2 separate regions of the Hordeum vulgare genome follow, and region 1 is linked to region 2. Evidence: chromatin contacts called from public Hi-C data. All regions are on one chromosome and are shown on one strand. The core of a region is the stretch at or near the end of the contact, and the rest is flanking DNA. Distances in the headings are between cores, read along the strand shown. Region 1 holds the start of LOC123443562 (protein LNK4-like). Region 2 has its middle 46 kb from the start of LOC123439822.

Evidence for each region. Hi-C and Micro-C count contacts between places; a contact is called where the count stands out from the background.
Region 1: a contact with region 2 is called in a Hi-C map of leaf, with 2.8 times the contacts expected there. The contact joins the promoter of LOC123443562 here to the enhancer-like site in region 2. A contact is called at or near these places in 1 of 6 Hi-C or Micro-C datasets (leaf) and 1 of 1 datasets of contacts at active chromatin or transcription factors (embryo).

Annotation. Positions count from the first base shown.
Region 1 is chr3H:224,339,674-224,346,226 of MorexV3_pseudomolecules_assembly, reverse strand. It overlaps LOC123443562 (protein LNK4-like), which reads right to left and starts at 4,980. Exons shown (of 5, transcript XM_045119984.1): 1 at 4,094-4,980; 2 at 3,705-3,975; 3 at 3,497-3,601; 4 at 3,248-3,393; 5 at 2,675-3,124. The coding sequence starts at 4,443. The coding sequence ends at 3,025.
Region 2 is chr3H:223,911,273-223,917,457 of MorexV3_pseudomolecules_assembly, reverse strand. No RefSeq gene overlaps it. Among protein-coding and RNA genes, the nearest start is that of LOC123439822, 46 kb to the right of the region's middle. Within about 2 kb of position 3,332, at least 3 of the 3 cell types and tissues checked have open chromatin away from gene starts, as enhancers often do. A contact at or near this core is called in leaf, where this site is marked.

The DNA.
Region 1 (6,553 bases), core at 3,731-6,230, 430 kb before region 2:
TAGGATGCTGCAACCTAAACACTGAACCTTCCTCACCTAATAACTTGACTAGTTTCGGTACCAAGGTCATAGATTGTTGAGTCCCCGTGGCTCACAGATTACTTCAACACCCCAACAGGTACAGGTACGCCCGACACAGGTGATCCAGATGGCACGTAGCTGGCGTGGCAGTTCGACGAGGAGAATGACCGCCTGTACGCGAACTATCCAGAAGACTGAGGCAGTGGTCGTGATCGTGGGCAAGAGTGCGGGATAGCATAGCCTTTTTCTTATGTTATGTAGTCCGTAGGGGAACTACCTTGTTTGAATAAATGTGTGGATGTAAACTCTGATATTATCTATGTGAGATGGCAAACAATTCCCTATTTGTCATCCTTAAATTATGTATGTGCTATGTTTATCTTGCTTGCGAAACGCATAGATGAGCTTCTTTCCATTTTGGGGCATCGCCCCCTAAATAGGAAAGGACCGCATCTTAGTCGTTACACATGGATACTTTGTTAACATCCGGTTCTAGATAATTTAAAGTAACTTAACTAAAACCTGCCAACTGTGTGCGTAACCGTGACTGTTTCCTTTAGAGTTCCTTCTCTAATCGAGAACTCGGTGGGGTTTTGAATGACGTAAGTAGGTGTTTGGGATCACTTAGTGATTATTCTTAGTCAACGAACGTCATGCGTAGACCACCATATCTTTAATTCTTTTTCCACGTAAGTTAGCCACCATAAACGCTTAGGTTGCTGCAAACTCAAACACATACCCCATCCTCATCTAATAACTTAGTTAGATTCGATACCAAGGTCATGACATTGTTGAGTCCTTGTGGCTCACAGTATACTACAACCACCCACAGGTACAGGTGAAGCAGAGGCAGGTTCATTCGACGCTATTGAGCCCAAGTGGGAGTTTGACGAGGACAGTGGCCGGATGTACGTGACGTATCCCGAGGATTAGAGGCACTTGGTCGTGATCGTGGGCCTAACAAGGCGGGATAGCATTGGCTTTTGTCGTTTATCTTGTTTGTAGTCGGACCCTGTTTTCCCATTTGAATAATGTATGACTGTGTGACTCTGTAATTTAGCTTGTGACGAGTGTAAGCCAAATTTTATTACTCTTCCATCTATTATGTATTGTAATGTTTATCCTGCTTGTGAAACGCTTAAATGCGCCACTTTCCCCTTTGGAGGCCTCGCCCCCAAATAAGGAAAGTGTCGCATCTCAGTCGTTATAGTCCGTGGATGGGTTTTGGCGTCAAGACCATTCATTTCCTTATTTTGGGTGTCGTCCACTCTAGTATCCGTCTTCCCGACCTCTCCTTGCTTTCTATGGGTGTGCTTGAGGTGTGGGTAGTGGACGTTGGTTGATAGGTGGTCAGATCCCACACAAAAGCTTCACTCAATAGTGTAAGTGCTCTCGAGAACAATTTCCTTCTTCGGAGGCATCATTGTGGGTGGCCTCCTCCTCCATACTCTAGGTGGAAACCTTTGGCCTCTCTTCGAGCCAGGCGGCGGCGGCGTTGATCGTTTCTTCTTAGAGACTTTGTCTCAATAGCTAGATCCCTATCCGTTAGGGGTTGAAGGATGGTGGTGGATGACAACCTCCTCTCTTCAGGTTGAGGGTTTTGTGGCCTCGACGCTAGTGCTCTAATGGTGGACAAGTTTGTGGAGGTGTTGTGCTATGTGTCCTTGCTATGAGACCTCGACATCGGTGTCCATGTTGGCTCTAGGGTTATGAATGTCTCCTCGTCTGACAGTGTTGAGCCCTTTTGATAGAGGGCGAGGGAGCTGGGGTGGGCTCCTTTCCACGATGGAATTGGATGGCGCTGGTTGTCGTCCTTATGGGCTGCTCGATGATCACCATCCTTTGGAGCCATGTTTTATCTTGGATTGGACCGTCGATGGTCTTCCTTGCACTGTGCACCTCTTTCTCTGATTGGTGCTTGAACGCTGGAAATGGAGTATTCTCAGGTGAGGAGCGAAGATGATAAACACAGTCGTTGCCTCCGACACTTCCCGAGCCCAAGGTCGAAGCGGAGGAGCCTGAGTCACACCGCTATGAGTGGACCGACAAGCTCCGGGAGTGGGTCTCCGCGCCTGTCGTGTGGCTCGACGCCACGCCGGAGCAGGGGACGACCCATCTCCTGCACTAGAAGACGTGCGCGCTAACGGAGGAGCGCACCCCGGCCAAGACGCAGATGAAGCTGGAGCATCATTGGTCGCTAGATGAGAAGGAGCGTCGGGGGAGAGAGGCTGAGGAGCGAGCCCGACAGCATGCGCCGGAGCCACCGGCGCTGGATGCTGCTCACGCGTGGGAGGCGTCTTTTCCCTAAGCTAGCCTAGCGCCGGAGCTCATCGACCTCACCGCCTCGGGCGAGGATGAGGACGACGACGCCTAGGACGGTCCGTGCGGTGGCGACAGCTTTTTTATATATCTATTTATGTCTTAGTTAAATTTATGTAGACTTAGGCCAGCTTTTGACCGTTGTTTTAATATTAAATTATCATTGGTTGGGCTTTATAAAAAGTTTATGTTTTTTATGTGCGCGTCACAAATTTGGGTTCATGAAAAAAGAATGACGAAGATTAACTTCCTGCGGCGCCTCCCATAGATTTATGAAGCCTACGATCTCCAAAAATCGTAGGCTTCATAAATTGTCCCAAAATGCAACAGTTGCTGGCTTACGGATCATTATGCCATTTCAATCCGAAACAAGAATGAATATTTGGAATCCAAAATGCGGTTCATAGTCTTACTGTAACTAACAGTACACATATCATCATTCTTCTGCCGGCAAAAAATGACAAAGAGATCAAGTCATTATACATGATCAACCTGTACCATGCCGGCTCTCTCTACTTGCAAGCTCAGAACAAAATGTCCTAGCAACCTATGTAGTACATTTACATCTCTACATTAAGCAAAATGACGAGGATGCGGACGGAAGTACTTTCGAACGCTAAGCCTCCTCCTTCACCTTTGATGATCCAGCCAGGCATGGATGACTCAGGATCATCAGCGCAGCATTCATTCCCGTGTAGCTGAGCCAGCAGGCTTGAACGCGAGGATCGCCACAGTTCTGTCTATTGCGTTCGTCTCCCGTTCTGCACGGTCTGATGTTGAGGTGCTGAAATTGTCCAGTGAGAACCATTAGGATTAGCAACACATTCAGACTACAGAAAAACTGGGCCGTACTAGTATCAGGAAGCATAACATGGTAAAAAATCTATAATTGCTCCAGACTCTGTACCTAGATTCAGTGCCCTCTGATTGCTGAAAACTTTGCTCGTTTGAGCAAGTGACTGTTCCTCCATTTGCAGCAGTGCACTGCGCTTCTGAGCTTTCAGCCAGCCTGTAGAAAGCGTCACGGAGGCATACACGTGTCTTCTTTGTCAGCTTCAGAAGAAGATGTTTCATAGTTACAGACATGTAAAGATGCAAAGGTTACATGAACTAGCTGGACGTGCCAAAATGGTGACCCCTCTTCTGGTGGACATACCTGAAACATGACATCTTCGAGCTCCTCAAGCACTGCTACTTCCCCATTCGAGGAGCTCTCAATCTCAGCCACTGACCTGCTCCTCTTCATGGTGCTCACCTCAGCCTGCAATTTAATATATAAAAAATAGTTCAAGTCAGATAAGTAGTTTATTCAGTAACTATAGATCCTTGGACAAACAATCTTGTGCACTGGAAAAAGATTATACCTTGTCCTGGGAGGCACTTAGTAGTGTTCGTAAGCTCCCATCAGCGCTGCTAGGATCATTTTGCAAGTCATGGCTGAACAAAGGAAAGCCGCAAGTATCCATGGTGTCCATTTCATTATGACCCGGATTTGCTTCTTGATTTTGGGAATCGGTTAATACTCCACTCAGCATGTTCTCATAGGACAGCAGCCTGTGCATGGAGCCAGGGAACATATCAAGTGCCTGAAATGGCGCATCCATCATCCTCATTTCATCATCCGAAAATTGACTCCTGAAAAAGGTTTTGGACAGATGGGTTTACAACCATGCATAAGACCTACAGCGATCACTCGCACATTACTTTCTATATGAGGCTTTAGTAAAGCACTGCACTAGTGTTGTGTACATACAAGAAGATGTCGTTCGTTTCCTTGGTGTGCTGTAGCTCCAACTGTGCTGGCCCCTCAGATTGATCTTCCGAAGGCCCTGTGCTACAATCTGAAGATGCAACTCTGGCACGCGCTGAAGACCTCTCCTGTTGGCTGCTCCTCTCATGTTCATCGGCGTGGTCGAAACATTGTTCGACTCCATTCTCAGGCTCATGTGAGTATATGCTTGTTGTGTTGAAATCATCAGACATCCTTGAATTCCACTGCGTCCAGTAATTCCCTTGCTCTGTCTTTTGATTCTCAACGAGTTCATCGCCAGATGGGAAGATGCTTCCACATTCTGGCAGGATATAACACGACATGCTACTCATCTGAAGAGGTATGACACTATTAAAACATCAACCAAACTACATGTATGTCAGACAAGCAAATTTTGTATTCATGGGTGACTAGTGGAGTTATGATTCATCGATTCAGGATTTCTTTTAATCCAGGGTTAAGCAGTTTGCAAATACCCGAGCAGAAAGGGACAAGTAATCAAATCTAAGCATCAAAAACGATTTCTGTTTCTTTCAAAGCTAAGCGAAAGGCAGAACTTTTTACAGGGCTGCTGCTACTCGTATCATACACTCTGACCGATTAATAAATTCCGTGCACACGAGTTATTAATTTTCTGGTCTTGAAAAGCAAATCACGACAATAGTGAAACGGAAGTATCACAGATCTCATGATGCCCTGAGCCCAATGAAGAAAGATCAAATCCGAAAACTAGCTAGTTCTTTTATTTATTTTTCTTTCGGCCACACATATACAAGAACAGTTGAAGAACACAAAGCTAGCTACCGGCAGAAGTAGAAAAAGAACTAGCCTTACGAACGAAATCTCACAGGGAGAGCAAAGAGTACATCAATTGAGGGGAGAACAAATCTACAGAGGAAGCACAAACCTCGGGGGAGGGGGGGGGGGGGGGGGGGGACGGCGGGGGGGGGGGGGGGGGGGGCGCTGTTCTTGTGGACGCGACGAAGCGTCTAGGCGGCTGCTGCTGCTTATAATTGTGGTGGAAGGGGAGAAGAGGAAATGAGGAGGGGATTCCTCTACTTAACGACCAAAGCGACACAATGACGGGCGGGCCAGACGAACGGATGGGGCCCGCCGGTCAGTGCTATGGTGGGGCCGGGCTGGTGAGGTGTGAGCAGATGGGCCAAGCAAAAGGTTGAGTGGAGGCGGAAACGTGTGGCTGGAGAGGGTGCTTATCTAAATCAAGGCTGCCGCTGCGCCACGTCGGCCCTAAGGATCCTTTACTCAAATATTGCGCTCTATCCTCCCACCTTATTTGCCTCCGTACCCGGAAAACACCCCTGCCTAACTAGTATTTCGCCTCAGCCCTTAAACTTGCCAACCATCACTACAACCGCAGCTGGGAGCATCTCCACGGACGGGTTGCCACCTAAGAGCATCTCTCGTAGAGCCCTCAAACTCCCAAACCCTTAAAAATAATATTTTTTTCAGTTTTCGTTTGAAAAACGGCGTAGACTAGAACCCTTAAACCCTTAAACCCGTAAATATTTTTAAAGGTCCGACCCTCAAACGCCATCGCAGCATGTAGAAGTGAGGGTTGGGGGGAGTTTCTCCCCCCAACCTGCACTCCATTTCCTCGCGAGCGCGGGAGGAAGTTTCAGCTTCCTTCCATCCCTCCGCAGCGCCGCCGCCGCTCCGCTCCGCCGCCCCTCCCTCGATCCGCCGCCGCCCCGCCCCAGCCGCCCTCCGCCGCCTGCGCCCCGCCCCGGCCGCCCTCTGCCGCCGCCGGCCCGCCCTCCGCCGCCTGCCCCGTTCGCATCGCGCGGCCGTCCCTCCGCCGCCACGCCCCGCCCCGGCCGCCCTCTGCCGCCGCCGCCCCGGCCGTCCCTCCGCCGCCACGCCCCGGTCGTCCCTCCGCCGCCGCCCTGTCCACGCCTGCCTCCGCAGCGCCTCCGCCCCGCCCTCCGCAGCCCGTCCACGCCGGCCCTCCGCAGCGCCTCCGCCCCGGCCGGCCCTCCGCTCCGCCGCCCCGTGCCGGCCGCCCCTCCCAGCGCCGCCGCCCCGTCCCGGCCAACCCTCTGCAGGTTCGAATTTTTGCTTTTTTCTTCATTTCTGGGGATGCTCCAGCTTGCAACTACAAAATCATGAACAATGAGTATTCAATGGGATACTATCTCACCGATGGCATCTATCCCGCATGGGCAACTCTTGTGAAGTCCATCAAGGAGAAAAATGGGGTGCCCTTAACAAGAAAAGAGGCTCATTTCACCAAGGCACAAGAGGCAGCCCGCAAAGATATTGAGAGAGCTTTTGGTGTTTTACAAGCAAGGGTTGCCATAGTTCGGGGTCCAGCTCAGTTTTGGGACAAGAAAACCTTGGTGAACATCATGAAATGTTGTGTGATTCTACACAACATGATCTTAGAGGATGAGAGAGGGTTAAACCTCCCTTGTTTCTATGACA
Region 2 (6,185 bases), core at 2,083-4,582:
TCGATTCAGTATTTTGTGCGCTCGCTCAATTATTGGACGGAGTCATGATGTCTATCCTTTTTCTAAGTTTATCAATTTGATAACTTAGGGAGCACACATGTTCATTCCAATACAGCTATTAGCAATAGATTCGCGAGCTTGCGTTTTCTTTTGATGTTTCCCAAAGGTGAAAAAAACAAATGTGCTTCGTTGCTTTTTGGGAGGCACACATTCAGGTTCTATTTTTGCTAGGCCAAATAAGATTTACTTACATTAAATGAGGTACAACGATGTCCTGCTATTTTACAAAGTGAACGAAAGAATATTTAGTTCAAATATGAGGGATTTCATCCCGTCTGTCCCCACTGCGGAAATGTATGGTCACAAAATAGACTCACGCTTCTGGTTAAAGTATGTTGCTTGGAAGACGTTGGATTCACACAAAGAAGTGATTGTGAGTCTTTACTGAACCACAACTTCAATAAGTTGCCTTTTACCAAGATCTTGGTTTGCAGATGCATCATTCTTCCTTTTTTCAAAATTAAAACGAGCTTCGTGATCCAACCAAAAATATATTTCATGTTCGAACTTTGTGTAAGAATTGTCCCATGTGATTCTTAATTCTTAATTCTCCTATGTGATTCTTAATTCTTAGTTCTCCCATGTTCGAACTTCGTTATCCCCTAATCATCGCTTGCAACATTGTTTTATTGATTAGGTGGAGTATTATTTTAACTGACCTGCGGCAATGTGTGATTCTACTATGTATTTGGAAAACTATCTATGCATTTTGAGACCAGTTATCTTAATGACCACGCTCACTCTAACAGCTGCCTTATTCAGGCTTATTACTCTACTTAGGTGTAAAAAGGGTCGGACAATACCTAATGTAGACACATTCCACCAGTATATCTATCTATTTTTCTATTCTGCTCTGTTTTCTCAAAATGAAGAGAACAAGAAACTTTTGTTGCATCAATTCATGGTGTTCCAGAATATTTGTATCCATGTTGGTGACCCTATGTTTTATCTGCTCTTGCGCATATTTTAGTATTCATATTTGTGGTCTCAGTTAATTAGAATGGTTTTGCCGAGTGTTTCCTTTAACAAGACGGCATAGATCAGATGCATTAATTATCAGTGCCAATTTAAAACTGCAAATCGTACTTTACATATATAATAGTACATGCTAAGATCAGATATCAATAGTACATACATAGCTCGCTTACAAATATGTATTATATAGCAGGTCCAAGTTAAAAGCCAGGTTAAATCTTGTATTCTAAATTATGTCTATATACATCTGTATGTAGTATTTAGTTGAATTTATAGAAAGACTTATATTTAGGAACAAAGAGAGTAGATAACGCCCTCACATTAGATTTCTCTTAATTAATCTCTTTTTTTCTAAATATAAGTATTTTTAGAAATTTTATTATGGATTACGTATGAGACAAAATGAATGAATTTATACTTTAAATTATGTTTATATACATCTATATCTAGGCTGTAGTGAAATCTTTTAAAAAATTTGTATTCTGAAACGAAGAGAGTATAAAATAGTCGAATCATGTGACCACACGAACCAATTAGACTCACAGCTAAACAAACATTGTACAAGACGGCACAAATAATCAACAAAGCACTACCACATACGAAGTATAAGAGCAATTTCAATGAGGCGACCCATTTCGTCTGCCGCCGTTCGTTTGGGTCGGCGTAGACAAAAATGATGACCCAACGCGTCGATCCATTGCCAAAACGCGTCCGCTTCGCGTCCGCGCCGACCCATTTCCAACCCAAATTTGGAACTGAAATGCGCCGCGGACGCACGCGCGCCCTCTCGGTGTCCGCCCCCAACCACCGCGGTCAACATTATTTATGACGGCCGGCTATATTTAATCCGAGCATGCGATGGGTTCCGCCATCTGCTTCCAGAACCCCGCCCGTCCACATCCAGCCACCTCCTCGACGACCAAGAGACAAAAACCCTAGCACCATGGTCGGCGGCTTCCCAAACAAGGGCAAGGCCCCGCTCTACCCCTGCGTCATCTCCCCGCCGTCGTCTTCCCACCGGCCTTGCGAGCGCGTGAGCGTCCCGGTGCACCAAGCGCGGTGGCACTACGAGCACCGGGTGCTGCTCCCTTACCCCGATGCCATGCTGCCGCACGGCTGGCATCTGGATCCGGAGAGGATTCCGGTGCCGGCCGTGCCGCGGTTGACGCGGGTGCATGCGGAGGAGGTGAGCCGCCGTCGTCGTCTGCTGACGGCGGAGCAGTGGCGATACCTTACGTATGCGTACGACTCCCCTAACTGGGAGGTGTGGTTCACTGTGAAGCACGAGGCGCAGCATCGTCGTGGCGTGAGGCCCTCCGTCGCCCCCCTCCTATCGTCAGCGACGAGGATCAGGAGGCTGAGGCCGCCTACCAGGCGGCGCTTGCTGCTGTTCTCCACGACAGCGAGAAGGAAGCGCGACGCAGGGCCGATGAGGAAGCGGCGTACCAGCAACAGCTCGCGGAGGCCATCGCGCTGTCGGCCGCCGCCGACTGCGTCGTGCCACCTCAACCGAAGCCCGAGCGCACGGAGCCGCGGGAAGTGTACCAGTGGACCGACGTCGTCCAGGAGTTAGTCACTGCGCTGCCCATCTGGCTGGGCGCGACACCGCAGCAGGATCAAGTGTAACTCGAGCACTAGAGGGCGCAACACCTATGGGCGGAGCGCGTCGAAGGCCTTCGGCTTATGGAGGTGGAGAAGGAGGCGGAGGAGGAACGATGGGAGGCGGAGGCGGAGTAGTGTGCCCGTGCTACTACGCTGCCACCACCACCAGCAAAGCCCGCGCCGGCAGGACAGACGATGTAGGCGCAGGCAGCTGCGCTCTAGAACTCGACGTTCCACTGGGCTAGCCCTGCGCCTACGCTGGTCGACCTCACCGGCCCCGATGACGACAACGACGCTGCCTAGGGCTGTCCTCGTAGTTTTAGGTTTTCTATTTATGTTTATTTAGTGTAATGCGGACGCGTGGACTCTCGCCGGCCTTCGTGACCGGCTTTTAATGTTTAATTATGCATTTATGTAATTTTTTCCGGACGCCGGCAAAAATAGGTCCGGCCAGCGTTGGCATGCGCTGACCCATTTACGAAAGCGGACGTTCGTATCCGCCTAGCCGACCCAAACGGACAAAACACGAACAAAATCACCATCCGTTTGGATTGACCCGTTGAAGTTTCTCTAATGAATTTAAAACGAACCGCATATTGCTATTCTGGTCCTAGATTTAGCCGATTACAACGTCTAGGAGAATGGGTCGACATACAAGTGGGCCCCGGGACGGTGCGTTAGGTAAGCTGTGCGCCAAGCAAAAGATGTCTTGGAGTCTTGAGACGATTTTCTTGTGGCTGGAGAGCGCGATCAGAGAGATGGAGAGAGATGCAATCTAAATCTAGGCTGGCGTTTTGCCACGTGGCCTTTGACACGATCCTTTTCCTCCACCCAGTCCAGCCGGAAACCAAACCACGAGCATGTTTCTCCCGGCAAAACTGGAAATAAGCGAGTGGCCCCTCGCGAGCGTGAGCTAGCTAGCAGGACCACTGTCGTACTCGTGGGTTCAGAGCTGGCATCATTTTTGGCCCCCTTGCTTGTCCGATGGATAAGCATTTATTTTCTTCATCCGAAATTACTTATTATAAAAATAGATAAAAATAGATGTATCTAGATAAATACAAATATATATATGTAAAACTAAAATACATCGAAATATATTTATTTCTACGACAATTTTTTTGAATGAAGGAAGTATTACAATGAATAACATCAGCTTTATCTTAACGAGACCAACTAGTGGTACCATAATTTTCTTTTTTGGGTGAACTATTATAAAATTCTTGATGTGGAATGAGAGACAAATCTAGCGTTTCGGGTGAACTATTATAAATTTTTTTGGGTGAACTATTATAAAATTCTTGATGTGCAACATCCATCGATTAAGATTGCGACACCAATGGAACGGGAACCCATCCAAACTGCTCATCCTCTTTTCTCTCTTAGTATCTTCTCACCTACACCCTGCCTCGCGCTGCACTTTCCTCTCTGCTGCAACCTCCTTGTAGAGAACACGACAACATCTCGTCGGAGATGAGCTATCGAGCGGCAATGGTTGCCATCCCCCAGCTCGCGAGCTAATCTTCCCACACCACTCCCGTTTTTGCTGCGTGACGAGAGACAACCAGCGATGGCGACGACGACCAGCGTGCTGCAAAACTACGATCGCTCCGCCGGTGCTTTCGACCATGGATTTCCCCAAACCGTCGGATGTGGATGTCGCAACAAGCTCTCATATATGCTCGAACCGACGTTGGGAGATGTTGCATCCGGCAATGGTTTTTGCTGGAACCGGAGATGCAACCGAAGACGCGGTCATAGTCATTTGTTACAACCGTATCTGAAGAAGCTACATCCAATTTATGCAGAGTTGCAACTCATTTACACAGGAGCTGCAACCGACGTCGACATAGGTTGACGGATGCTACAACTGTACAATGGAAATGCTTCATCCACGTTTGCGAGAGTTGCAATCAGTGACACCATTGTCGGGCGAATGCTACAACAATACAATTAAGAAGTTTCATCCATGGTTGCAAGAGCTGCAACCACTTTGAAGTTGTTACAGCCGTGTGTCGCGGTGTTGTACGGGCTCATCGTCGGCGAGGTTGCAAGTACAAGCACACATGGAGTTGCAACGAATGTCGTCTGGTTCTTTTATTGCAATCGATGGCGAGGCCAACACGAGACTTTGATCTCTCAGCGCGCGGGGAAGAAGACACGTGGCCTTCCCCGATGCGAGCTGATACGCCCTTTTTTGTTTCTTGCAGAGAATCGTAGATGAGGGGAAGGAAGAAGATGATGTAGGGTTCCAATCAGGCGGCATTGCACGATTTAATCAAGCGACTCGGGCTGACCGGCCGAAATTTCGGCCGACCTGCCGGCGCCTAGTACTGTCCTAATATAAGCAATTTCTCACATTGTCCCAGTGTCACAAAAAATGTCTTATATTAAGTTACAAACAGAGTACTATATACTTTATCATTTAACTTTCTTAATCATATCTTCCAACTCGAATTCAATATCATATATTTTTGTAGCCGTTTCAAAAGTAGCTAGCTAGTATAGATGGCTAATAAATTACTCAGTTTTTGAAATGTAGTTTGGGTGTCAATTAACCAACATAATTTTTGATATAGGAAATGTGGACATAAAAAGAAAGCATGTCTTGCACAAAATCTATGATAAGTGAATTTCTGTTTTTACTTCCTACTTCGGCATTTGTGGGAAAAAACTGGAATTCAGTCTACTATGAAATAACCATTTCATTAGGGCTTCAACAAGATCTATGATAGTAATTCCCTTGTACTAGTAATACCATGTGTATTTTTCATATCAAAATTTTATCCACCTAAATTCATACAATTGTTTTACCCCTACGTGAGAGAAAGAGTTGCTTAGTTTTTTTCATCATTGCCTCCCTCGCTTGAGTGTCGGGTATGATGCTAGATGCGGGAGGAGGGGGTTGGTGCTTCAATTGACATTCCCTGTGTATATTACTCCTTTCGTCTCAAAATTTTTGTCTTAACTTTCTCTAAAAATGGATGTATTTAAATACTAAAACTTGACTAGATACATTCACATCTAAACAAATCTAAAACAAAAAATTTAGGACGGATGAATTTTTTGGGTCAAGTTTGCATGTATTTTGTGAAGGTGTTCCTGTGGTGGAGATATAATCATATGAAACAATAGTCTTTTGACTCCATCCTCATCCATGTGTGGTCTTCGCATGAGACGAGATAGCACCAACGAGCAAGGGATGTTCGCATCCCACACATTGATAACTCTTGGTCCAAAGGTTTATTTGATTGCCTTGGCTTATCTTTCCTTGGTGACATTTTTTTCCTGGTCCTCCGACTTGATATCATTGTCTCTTGCTCTTATGCTCTAGTTGTCTATTGATGAAACATTGTTGGACAATCTGCCATGAGACACATCTCATGGTGGGTCACTCACGAGGCTCTTGAAAACATTTATGGTTATGTACACTTGTGCAAATTTGGCCTTTAGAATTTTTTCCCGTGGATTTGGTCAAGTTGGGTTGTCTTGCTACTATGTTTACCCTCTATGTTCCCGATTGTTCAACTAGAGGGTAAAGGAGCACA